Regions from separate parts of the Sus scrofa genome. Here region 1 is linked to region 2. The links are chromatin contacts, called in public HiChIP or PLAC-seq maps. All regions are on one chromosome and are shown on one strand. The core of a region is the stretch at or near the end of the contact, and the rest is flanking DNA. Distances in the headings are between cores, read along the strand shown. Region 1 overlaps OSBPL11 (oxysterol-binding protein-related protein 11). Region 2 overlaps IQCG (IQ domain-containing protein G).

Evidence for each region. HiChIP or PLAC-seq counts read pairs in DNA pulled down with a chosen protein or histone mark.
Region 1: an H3K27ac HiChIP or PLAC-seq map of alveolar macrophages shows a contact between it and region 2. The contact joins two enhancer-like sites. A contact is called at or near these places in 2 of 47 Hi-C or Micro-C datasets (blood and embryonic fibroblasts) and 1 of 2 datasets of contacts at active chromatin or transcription factors (alveolar macrophages).

Annotation. Positions count from the first base shown.
Region 1 is chr13:134,727,600-134,733,617 of Sscrofa11.1, forward strand. The region is part of intron 1 of OSBPL11 (oxysterol-binding protein-related protein 11); the gene reads left to right. Among named protein-coding and RNA genes, the nearest start is that of OSBPL11, 12 kb to the left of the region's middle. Within about 2 kb of position 4,417, at least 1 of the 83 cell types and tissues checked has an H3K27ac peak or open chromatin away from gene starts, as enhancers often do. A contact at or near this core is called in alveolar macrophages, where this site is marked.
Region 2 is chr13:134,548,401-134,554,615 of Sscrofa11.1, forward strand. All of the region lies in intron 8 of IQCG (IQ domain-containing protein G), which reads right to left. Among named protein-coding and RNA genes, the nearest start is that of IQCG, 37 kb to the right of the region's middle. Within about 2 kb of position 2,656, at least 4 of the 83 cell types and tissues checked have an H3K27ac peak or open chromatin away from gene starts, as enhancers often do. A contact at or near this core is called in alveolar macrophages, where this site is marked.

The DNA.
Region 1 (6,018 bases), core at 3,167-5,666, 180 kb after region 2:
AAGTAACAATATTTCATAATCTAGGTGTGGAAGTGAAGTTGCAGCACTTTTCACTATTCATTAGAAGAAAGTGATGACGTTCAGTCCATACAAAGGTGTGAATATCAGCAGGTGGGGATCATTGGGAGCCTTGCAAGAAGTTCTTGTCAAAAATGTTAGTATGAATGGACTCAGGATTGTCATCTACTATTGAAAATGATTTGATTAGTAGACAGTTGGAAGTTGTCTCTCAAGATGAGAGTTGAGGGCTGAATTTGAATTTGATTGTTGGGGAAAAAGGAGGTCAGTTGCAATGACCTAGACATGAGATAATACAGGGAAGATGTTAATAGGCTGTGGAAAAGAAGGAAGTCATTAGAGGAAGATTGACAGACCTTAGTGGTTGGTTGGGTAATTGGGTAAAAAGCAGGTTGTAATGAGGGAAGGAAGTGAAAATTGGCTTCAGTCATCTAGATAAGAAATTTTGAAAAGTCAGGAGTTCCCATTGTGGCACAGCGGAAACAAATCCAACTAGGACCCATGAGGTTTCAGATTCAATCCCTGGCCTCGCTCAGTGGGTTAAGCATCCGGCGTTGCCACGAGCTGTGGTGTAGGTCACAGACGCAGTTCGGATCTGGTGTTGCTGTGACTGTGGCGTAGGCTGGCAGCTACAGCTCCAATTGGATGCCTGGCCTGGGAACCTCCCTATGCTGCAGGTGTGGCCCTAAAAAAGCAAAAAAAAATAATAATAATAATAAAAGAAACTTTAAGAAGTCTACAGGAGAAACTGATTTTGGGAGTCAATGCATTTGTGTTTAGGTATGTTGAACTTAAGTTGCCAAAATGTTTAAATGGCCTTAGATACATGGAGCATTAGAAATGTAGATAATTGCCTTTGTAGTATTCAGAATGTTTTCTCATTTAATACTCTTGGAGGAAGGTAAGGCATCATCATCCCCATTTACAGTTGAAGAAAACAGAAGTCAGAATGAGTTGGCCAAGGTTCTAGAGCTAGTATGTGGAAGAACTTTTTATTCCTAGGTAGTTACTTGCATAAAGATACTAAAAGTAAGAGTTCCCATTGTGGCCCAGTGGGTTAAGAACCCGACTAGTGTCCATGAGGATGCAGGTTCCATCCTTGGACCTGCTCAGTGGATTAAGGATCCGGCATTGCCATGTGCTGCAGTATAGATCGTAGATGTGGCTGGGATCTAGCATTGCTGTGGCTGTGGCATAGGTCAGCAGCTGCAGCTCCAATTTGACTCCTAGCCGGGGAACTTCCACATGCCACAGGTGCAGCCTCCCCACAAAAGATATTAAAAATAGATGAGCTCTAAAAAAATTAATGATTATTGATAAATAATTAGTTTAGGGCATGGTAGTTTCATCATTTACTAGTGTCCTAACTTGTGCAGCAGATATTTTTGAGCTCTTACTCAAATGTGTGAAGCCCTCTGTTAGTTAATTCCAGGTTAATGTGTGCTCTCAGAACAATGAAAGCAGGGACCCCAAGGCTTATTTTAGGGAGGTCATGAAAAAGAATCAGAAATGGGAAGAGCCTCAATTACATTTGCAAAATGTATCATGACAAATTTTTTTAATACCAAAGCTGAGAAGTGAATTTACTAAGGTAGCCTTAAGTTTTCTTCTTTCCAGAGTAATTTATACTCATGATTTATACTCAGCATTTAAAATTACATTGATTTTTTTTTTTTTTTTTTTTTTTTTTTGGCTCTGCCTGTGGCATGTGGAAGTTCCCAGGCCAGGGATCAAATTTGCGCCACAATAGTGAGCCAGGCTGCTGCAGTGACAATGCCAGATAGTTAACTTGCTGTGCCAGAAGGGAACTCTGAAAATAGATTTCTTAATTCTAGATCCTTCCTTTCTCATAGTAAATGTTCAAAGTTCATAAAATGTGTGTTTCCATTGTTTTTATTTTCTTCATGTCAGCTTTTAGAAAAACTGACAAATCTGCAAATCTGCCACTTGTTTATTAAAATGGACAGAAGAAAACTACCCAGAGGAGGACTGAAAAGCAAATTGGGGCATATGATGGGCCTGCTTTTTCTTTCTTTGGGCTCTGTGCTAGTTAACTGCTGTTAAACAGGCAGATCTCTTTTCCTCGTTAACAATAGTATGCATTTCAGTAAAAGGGTAGAAGTCTGCATATGTATACTATGGAAATAATTTTTGTGGTCAGACCTTGTCTTCCATTCTAAATACTCTATTACAAGGAAAAGTACCTATTTGCACATGGAGAAGGGATACCTGCCTAAATATAGTGTTTGCTGTCTTTGAGATTTTACTACTTCTTGTGAGGTTGATTTGAAGAAAAAGTCATAAATGTTTGCCTTTTTTCTCTGTATGGGTTAAAGGAAAGTTGAATATATAATTCTGGATTTATTTTCTATATTTGAAATCTCTATAGATTCTAGAAAAGATAAGAGAAAGGCAACTTATAGGCGTAAAACTGAACAGTGTAATAAAATATTGTTCCATAATTTATTGAGAACTATTCCTAGCCTTGAACAAGATTTGGTTTATTATGATACACTGTGATTTCTTATATTTTTACTTTACGAGTTTAAATAAATATAGTCCATTTGAGTTCATATTTAATGAATTTTGTTGCAGTTATACTGTATCAAAACTATACAAACAACATAATGTTAGAATATACAAATTAGTCTTTTAGTCCTTTCTGAATGAGTTATATACTTTAGGTCTCAGAGGTAATTGTCCATCAGATAGATTTGTGGGTAATTATGCCTTTTGTTTTTGCTTTTGAAAATAGTGTAGGTAATAGGTGTAATGGTTAGTACTCTGGACCCTAAAAATAGTGGAGAGTATTCTTGATGTAAATTATACTACTTTGAGAGAGGGAACATCTTTCCTAGCTAAGAATCTTCCCCTGTACTGATTTTGTTTAATAAAGTGATTTGCATCCAAAAAGAAAGGGTGGGGGAAAAAATGTAATTGTAATGTATACATGTAAGGATAACCTGACCCCCTTGCTGTACAGTGGGAAAATAAAAAAAATTATTAAAAAAAATAATAAATAAAATAAAATAAAATGATTTGCATCCAGACTTGTCAGGTTTAATTTAAATCTAAGTTGCCTCATTAAATAGTTACATTCATGTTTTGGTATTATCATCTAGGTTTGAGGACAGTTATAGAGCAACGTGATTTGCTGGTGCAAGAAAGGATTTTCTTTTTGGTTAATTAAGTATTAATATAAGTAATAATGTGAGAAAAAAGAATGTATACATGTATGTGTGACTGGGTCATCTCACTGTGTAGTAGAAAATTGACAGAACACTGTAAATCAGCTATAATGGAAAAAATAAAAATCATTATTAAAAAAAAATAGGAGTTCCCGTTGTGGCTCAGTGGTTAACGAATCTGAGTAGGAACCATGAGATTGTGGGTTCAGTCCCTGGCCTTGCTCAGGAGCGGCCCAAGAAATGGCAAAAAGACAAATAAATAAATAAATAAGATCTGAGCTGTGTCTGTGATCTACACCACAGCTCACAGCAACGCTGGATCCTTAATCCACTGAGTAAGCCCTGGAATCAAACCTGTGTCCTCATGGATGCTAGTCAGGGTCGTTAACCACCGAGCCACGGTGGGAACTCCATGTTTCTTACTCATTTTCTTATGTCATTTGTTTAGCTTGTTTTTTCTTCCTTTCCTCTCCATTCATTTCCTTCTTTCTCCATTTTTATTTATTTTTTTGTTGTTATAAATAGTGCTACAGTGGACATGTTTGCATGTTTTCTTTGTTTGCTTTTTTTTTTTTTGCTTTTTAGGGCCACCCCCTGCAGCATATGGAGATTCCCAGGCTAGGGGGGCCAATTGGAGCTACATCTGCTGGCCTACTTCACAGCCACAGCAACACCAGATCCTTAGCCCACTGAGCGAGGCCAGGGATGGAACTGCAACCTCATGGTTCCTAGCCGGGTTCATTTCCCTTGCACCATGACGGGAACTCCTTTGTCTGTATTTCTTTTTTTTTTTTTTTTTTTTTTTTGGTCTTTTCTTCGGCCGCTCTCGCAGCATATGGAGGTTCCCAGGCTAGGGGTCTAATCGGAGATGTAGCCACCGGCCTACGCCAGAGCCACAGTCACGCGGGATCCGAGCCGCGTCTGCAACCTACACCACAGCTCACGGCAACGCCGGATCGTTAACCCACTGAGCAAGGGCAGGGACCGAACCCGCAACCTCATGGCTCCTAGCCGGATTCGTTAACCACTGCACCACGACGGGAACTCCTGTCTGTATTTCTAATTGCCTGTCTGGATACCTAGAAATGAAATTCTTGGGCCAGAGAGCATTAACATTTTAAAGACTCTTAGCAGGAAGGAGGGAGTCTCCCCGGAGATCAGTTAAGACACAGTCAGAAGTAGAATTTTTTTTTTTTTTTAGGACCACACTTGAGGAAGTTCCCAGGCTAAGGGTTGAATCAGAGCTATAGCTGCCAGCCTACATTACAGCCACAGCAAAGCCAGATCTGAGCCACATCTGCAGCCTACCACCTCGAGGATCCTTAACCCACCTTTAAAGCATAGGGATCCACCCCATCCTCACGGATACTACATTGCGTTCTTAACCCCCTGAGCCACCACGGGATCTCCAGAGGTAGAATTTTTTTAATCTGGGATTTATTGGATGAGTATACAGGCTATGAATTTATTTATTTATTTATTTTTGCAGGCTCCTCAGTTGTCTTGTGGTTTTATAGAAAAAGTCTACTCTGTCTTCCCATTGCTTAATTCGTTCAACAGAGATGCGCTGAACATCTGTTTATATCCCAGGCCATATACTAGGTGCTCTTAAGGACTGCTAGGATGAGTAAGAAGCAGTCACTGCTCTGTAGAATATCTTTTTACAGCAGAAGGAGGTACATGTGTTGCAGAAAATCCCATCTGTTGCCAGTTTCTTTTTCCTCAGCTAAGCAGTTCCCTTCATGCTATTTTTGTTATCAAGGGAATGAACCAAAACTAAGCCTTTTTGGAGGACAGTTCTTGCCTGGTAGAAAGTGGGAATATTTTTGGAGTTCCCATCGTGGCACAGCGGAAATGAATCTGACTAGGAGCTATGAGGTTGCAGGTTCGATCCCTGGCCTCACTCAGTGGGTTAAGGATCTGGCCTTGTCGTCAGCTATGGCATAGGCTGGTGGCTATAGCTCCGATTAGACCCCTAGCCTGGGAACCTCCATATGCCGCAGGTGCAGGGCCCTTAAAAGACAAAAGACCAAAAAAAAAAAAAAAAAAGTAGAATTTTTAACTTTAGCTTAATTGGCACCTCTTTTGTTACAGCTTACATGAATTCCTGCCTGTAATTAAATGCCTTAAGGTGACCAATAATTCCTCTGTCTGGGCTCTGGAGCCCACCTCTCCCCAGTTTCCCTCTGTCCATCTCCTGAGTCGGGAGCCTTTCTCCATTCACTGTCTCCTTCCTGTTAGGCACTTGGAACTGCCTTGCCTTGAGCCTATACTCCCTTAACCACTCCTCTCTCTCCCAGTCTCTCTTCTTTACTGCTTTACTGCGCACTGGCTCTGCCTCCATCATTCCATTGAACCATTACCTCTTGGTTGTTAAATCTGATAGAAACTTCTCAATCTTCATCTTCCTTCACCCTTCAATAGTATTAAACATTCTTGACCACAAACTTACTTGAGTACTCCAGATTTTCTTCCTACTACTCAGCTACTTCTTTCTTCTTCTCTGTACTCCTCTTGCCTTTAAAACTTTTCCTTAGTCTTGGTTCTCTCTTAGATTCTGTCCCTTCTCTGGTCATTTTATAATACTTCCTAGGTGATTTTATTTACTCTCATGGCTGAAAATGCCAGGTACGTGCTTATATGCTGATACCACCAGCATCTGTGTGTTCAGTCCAAATCATGCTACCCCATTGGCTGTCTCCCTGTGTATGTCCCACAGATCCTTTAAGTTGAATATGTTAAATTGGAACAAATCCAGAAATTCCTTTATGATCCCCATTTCAGAGAAGGCATGAGTATCTACACAATTGTG
Region 2 (6,215 bases), core at 1,406-3,905:
TCGGATCCTACGTTGCTGTGGCTCTGGCGTAGGACGGTGGCTACAGCTCCGATTCGACCTCTAGCCTGGGAACCTCCACATGCCATGGGAGCGGCCCTAGATAAAGCAAAACAAAACAAAACAAAACAAAAAAACAAACAAAAAATTACACAACTTTGTACCTACCAGAAAAAAACATTCTTTTCAAATACCCAGGGAATATTCATATAACCTGAGCATATGTTAAGCCCAAGTAAGAGCTCTATAAAGTCACAAGCATAAATCTTACATTTCACGTTCTAAGACCACAGTGGAAAACAGTAAGAGTGTAGACTTCAGGGCATCGCTGTGAGCAATAGAAAGACAGCCTACACTCTTCCCTCTCCAGCTTAAACTACTTGGGCATTTAAGAAACACCCTTTTAGATAACTCTTGGGTTAAAAAGAAAATAACAAATTGTAAACTAAAAATCATGATGCCTTGGAGTTCCCATCATGGGGCAGCAGAAACGAATCCAACTAGGAACCATGAGGTTTCGGGTTTGATCCCTGGCCTCGCTCAGTGAGTTAAGAATCCAGCATTGCCGTGAGCCATGGTGTAGGTCACAGACGTGGCTCGGATCTGGTGTTGCTATGGTGTAGGCCGGCAGCAACAGCTCTTATAAGACCCCTAGCCTGGGAACCTCCATATGCCACGGATGTGGCCCTAAAAAGACAAAAAAGACAAAAAATAAATAAATAAATAAAATAAAAATTATGATGCCTACAATTTACTTTTAAAGGCATTAAAAAAAGATAAGATGGGAGTTCCCATTGTGGCTCAGTGGTTAGCGAATCCGACTAGGAACCATGAGGTTGCAGGTTAGATCCCTGGTCTTGCTCAGTGGGTTAGGTATCCGGCATTGCCGTGAGCTGTGGTGTAGGTTGCAGATGCAGCTCGGATCCCGTGTTGCTGTGGCTCTGGAGTAGGCTGGTGACTACAGCTCAGATTTGACCCCTAGCCTGGGAACTTCCATATGCAGAGGGAGTGGCCCAAGAAATGGCAAAAAAAAAAAAAAAAAAAAAAAAAAAAAAAAAAAAAAAAAAAATTGAAAAGGTAGCCAAATGTCTCTCCTTTAAAATGAAACCTAGGAGTTCCTGTCGTGGATCTGTGTTGCTGTGGTCATGGGGTCGACTGGCAACTGTAGCTCCAATTCAACCCCTGGCCTGGCAACCTCCATTATGAAGTGAGTTCGGCCCTGAAAAGCAAATAAATAACTAAATAAAAATAAAATGAAGAGTTCCCATCATGGCTCAGTGGTTAACAAATCCGATTACAAACCATGAGGTTGCAGTTTCGATCCCTGGCCTTGCTCAGTGGGTTAAGGATTCAGCGTTGCCGTGAGCTGTGGTGTAGGTTACAGACTCAGCTTGGATCTGGCATTGCTGTGGCTCTGGCATAGGCCAGCAGCTACAGCTCCAATTAGACCCCTACCCTGGGAACCTCCATATGCTGCGGGAACAGCCCTATAAATGGCAAAGACAAAAAAATAAAAAATAAAAAAAAATAAAATGAAACCTAGCAAGACTATTTATGACTGAATTTTACCAGTTTCAAGGAACAGATTATTATCTGTTCTGTTCTTTTTCTATTTTTTTAGGTTTCTGAGTACAAAAAATGATAAGCTTCCTAACTCAAGCTGCCAGGCTAGTGTAACACCTAAAGACAACAAAGAAGCACCAAAAAATGAATCCATGGTTTAATCTCAGTTATGGAATACATAAATACAAAATAAAGATCTATACAGAGTTCCTGTCCTGGCTCAGCAGATTAAGAACCCAACTAGTTAGTATCCAGTAGGATGTGGGTTCTATCCCTGGCCTCACTCAGTAGGTTAAGGATCCAGTGTTGTCATGAGCTGTGGTGTAAGTCACAGATGCTCCTCGGATCCCTCATTGCTGTGGCTGTGGCATAGACTGACAGCTGCACCTTTAATTCAGCCCTTAGCCTGGGAACTTCATATGCCACATATCCTTAAAAAGAAAAAAAAATGAAATAAAAATCTGTAATTCTAGCAGTTTAGTAAAAGAATAATAAATTATGACTGAGTAGGGTTTAATCTCAAAAATTTAAAGATGATTCAACATCAACAAATCTGTTCATGTATTTTACTTTATTAACACGTTAAAAGAGAAGGAAACCCTATCATCTCAGTAGATTTTTTTAAAAAACAAAAAACCTAGCAAGATAAGACTAAAAGGAAACTTTCTTAACTTGGTAAAGTTTATCTACCATAAACCTACAGAGCAGGAGTTCCTCTTGTGGTGCAGCAGAAACGAATCCAACTAGGAACCATGAGGTTGAGGGTTTGATCGCTGGCCTGGCTCAGTGCGTTAAGGATCCAGCGTTGCCGTGAGCTGTGGTGTAGGTCACAGACCCAGCTCAGATCCTGTGTTGCTGTGGCCAGCAGCTGCAGTTCTGATTTGACCCTTAGTCTGGGAATCTCCATATGCTGCGGGTGCGGCCCTGAAAAAAAAAAAAACCTACAAAGCAAACTTCATACAATCCCAGCTTATGCCAGTTATCAATTTATTACCTCTCAACTCCAAATTATCCTTCACTGACCAGTCTTGAAACTGAGTGCTTGCCGTCAAACATTGCAAACTGATGCAATGTTCAGCCTTGTCAGTAGAGGGCGCTGGAGGGGCATAACAGAGGAGCTTCTCCCTTTGGTTCCAGTTTTGAGTTTCCTCTTTTGTTTCGGAGGCACAGGTGACAGTGGAATGGGTGTGGGACACTCAGTGGCACTCTCTCTCAAGCAAGTTTTGTGATACAAAAGGACTCTTGCTTGTGACACAGTTCACAGTTCCTTGCTTGCCAGCTGCATCCTACTGGCTTATAAACCAGCTCTGACCCAGGGCAACAAAGGAAACATCTGTTTATTCCTCCCTTGGATACTGTCCTTCAGCCCTAGAGTTCTCTTTAACCCCTCCTTTGTAGCCAATTCCTATTAACAGTCAATGATTCTTTTGTTAAGTAGTTCCTGCTCAAATTATTGATGTGGTTTCTGTCACCAAACTGGACCATAATGATACAGAATTAGTACAAAAAATAGAGTTTGTCTCCCACCTTCCAATTCACATGTCTTACTGAGGATCTAAAATCCTTGCTTCTTCCTTCCATCATTTACAATCAACATAATGCAGTGAACTACTATGATGTTTTGTGGGAAGTCAAAGCAGCAGTATCTGCAGACCATAATATGGCAGAGAAAGGAGAAATGACACATGCCTGATATGAGACTGTGAGGGTATACTACTGGCCTTGCCAGGTAGAAGCAAACTGTTTGTGGAGCTCTTTTCAAACAATTTTGGAGACAGGGGCTATAGTCAAGTTAATAGCTGCCTACCAAGTGCCAGTGGCCATTGAAGATTTTCTCCAGTAAAGATACTACACCTGGAACAGGAGCTGCAGTTGGAGTCACCATCTGATTACATTTACATTAGTCCATAGTCACTCTCGAGGATCAAGCAGCGGCAAGGCCAAACAGCTGAGTTAAGTGTGGATGTGGTAAGTGTTGCTAGCCTCACTTGGAAGCCTTTGATGTTGGCACTGAGTTCTGCAGTTCCACCAGATGTACAGCATTGCTCCTGCTTTACTATCTTGGTAGGGACGAAAAGTTCCAGAGACTTCCACTGGGCCTGACTACCATAATGGCCTTCATTCCAGGAATCAGAGAGCCAATGTGGAAATTCTGTTACCAAGTATGTTTAGTCCAGTCAAATGTTCAGTAACTGCGGAAAATAACCACGGAGTGGATCCACAGAACAAGGGGGACCAGAGCAAATCAGACCCAAGTCTCCATCTATCATTTGACCACCACAATCCCCCATTTTGAGTAGGAGCCAAAGCGTTGTTTTTGAGGCCCCAGGAATGAGCATCAAGTCAGAGCCAATGTTTAATAAACTCAGAAGATCTAGATGTTTTTTTCCAGTGTGTAGTGACTCTAGTAAGTAGCCACAGGTCCCCTGAGTAAGGCTTAGAGAAAGATGCACAGTGCGGCAGAGTTCGTCCTCAGGGGCTCTGGCTCTGGGCATTTACTTAGTCTGGAAACTGGATGAGAGTCCATGACTCTGCACTGTGGTGACTCAAATCAGGTCTTTGGCTACTCGGCTTGGACTTTTTTTCTTTTATATAAATCAAGATATACTTTATCAGGCTGCCCATCAGTTTTGTTCCCAGGGATACCATGATTAATTGGGCACTGCAGACATCCCTGCGGGTCAAGGCTCTCTGATTATGAGTGCCTCCCTGCGTCCTCCATGGCAGCTGTAGCCACCTTTTCTTTGGTAGTCAAGTGCTGCCACGTGTCCTCCAGCACTCCATGGTCCCATCATCCCCTCTGAAATCTTACCCAGCCTACATAAGAAAGCAACCACAAGGCTTTTCAAGGAAGCAGGTGTTCCCCCTAACTAATGAATTAAAGGAGTGTCTTCTGGGAAGGACTGTCCCACAGAAACTAGTTAGAGGTGGGTGTTTGGGTGGGTATTAGGTCACACTTGATAAATTCACTCTGATATTCCTATGTCCCTAAGCCTTTGAATTCTCTCCTCCAGGTCCTAGCAAGGAAGTTCTGGCATCTTTATTAAATGTGGGCCACAGCTGAGTCCAAGTTTCAGTTAACCAACCCAGAAAGCTGTTAGTCACCTATAGCTGCCCAATCTAACACATTAGATCCCAAATTTCTAGTAAAGTGTGTCCATATCAATGAACTCAGCCTGTTCTAGTGTTAATTCCATCTTTCTTGGTCTAATACCCTTAGAATCCATTCCCACGCATGTCTCCCAGGTGCCTGCCAATGGTAAAGTCTTGTAATGCTTTTGGAGTATAAGCTATTTCCTTCTGAGTTACAGTTATCTGAGCTATCTGTCAACCTGGAACCTGCTAAGATTGATCCAGGGACAAACAGGGTGTTTGCACTAGGTTTTGAAGAGTCAGCATCCCTTCTCAAGGCAACTACCTCAGATGAAGTTATTATCATAGGGTTTTCAGGGGAAGGAAGATTCATCTCCTCAGGCACAGGAGGGCAGGCTACTTCCACAGGCAAGAAAGGCTTACAATGACCGGGGGAGGGGGTTCAAGATTGTCAATGATGTACATCTGAGTCCAACCAGCTGTTCCCATTCCAAGTTGCAGGGCCCTATTCTTTCCTAATGATGCCCTAACTTGCACATGAAAAACTGGACATGACTATGAATTCATGTGTATGCAATAATGACTCAAAAACCACTAAAACCAAGAATAGAAAAATGGTGTCCCATTATTACTACAACTAAATATCAGACTTGCCATTCTATCCATACAATAAGCCACAAAATGGAAAGAGACATATAAAGAACGAAAGATAAAACATAAAACTGTTGTCTGTAGGAGATTTTCTACCTGGAAGATCCTAATGAATCAACTGAAAAACCATTAAACCTATATGAGAGGACATAAGAAATCTAAAATGATGAAATCTAAAACAAATCTAAAAAATGAATAGCCTTTCCATATACAATGCGCTTAGAGACAATGTCCACTGACAGAAGTATGGCTACCTAAATTTCAGTATAACCCCTCTATGGGGTATTATATAGCAATTGTACTGCCTTGGAAAACATCAAAGACAAAGTAAATTTTTTTTAAGTTGGTCTGGAAAAATACATACAGTATGATTCTGTTTATGTCAAAAACAAACATAAAGGAGTTCCCATCATGGCACAGTGGTTAACGAATCCGACTAGGAACCATGAGGTTGCGGGTTCAGTCCCTGCCCTTGCTCAGTGGGTTAATGATCCGACGTTGGCATGAGCTGGGGTGTAGGTTGCAGATGCGGCTCGGATCCCGCGTTGCTGTGGCTCTGGCGTAGGCCAGCAGCTACAGCTCCGATTCGACCCCTAGCCTGGGAACCTCCATGTGCCACGGGAGCGTCCCAAAGAAATAGCAAAAAGACAAAAAAAAAAAAAAAACCCATAAAGACAAAACTAGTAAGTATTTAGGTACATAGACAAGTATGTATATAAAAAGAAAAAGATATGAAGAAATCTTTGGAAAGTGGAGTAATTAAGAGAGCTTTTGTGGGGAGCCGAGAAGATATAAGGAGCCGAGGAAGGGAGCTTGCCTGACGGGTACAATTCCGAGGGCAGGCTCCTAATCAAAAAAGGGGCCCGTCTGAACAGTGCAGTTCCGAGGGCAAGCTCCTAATCAGGAAAAGG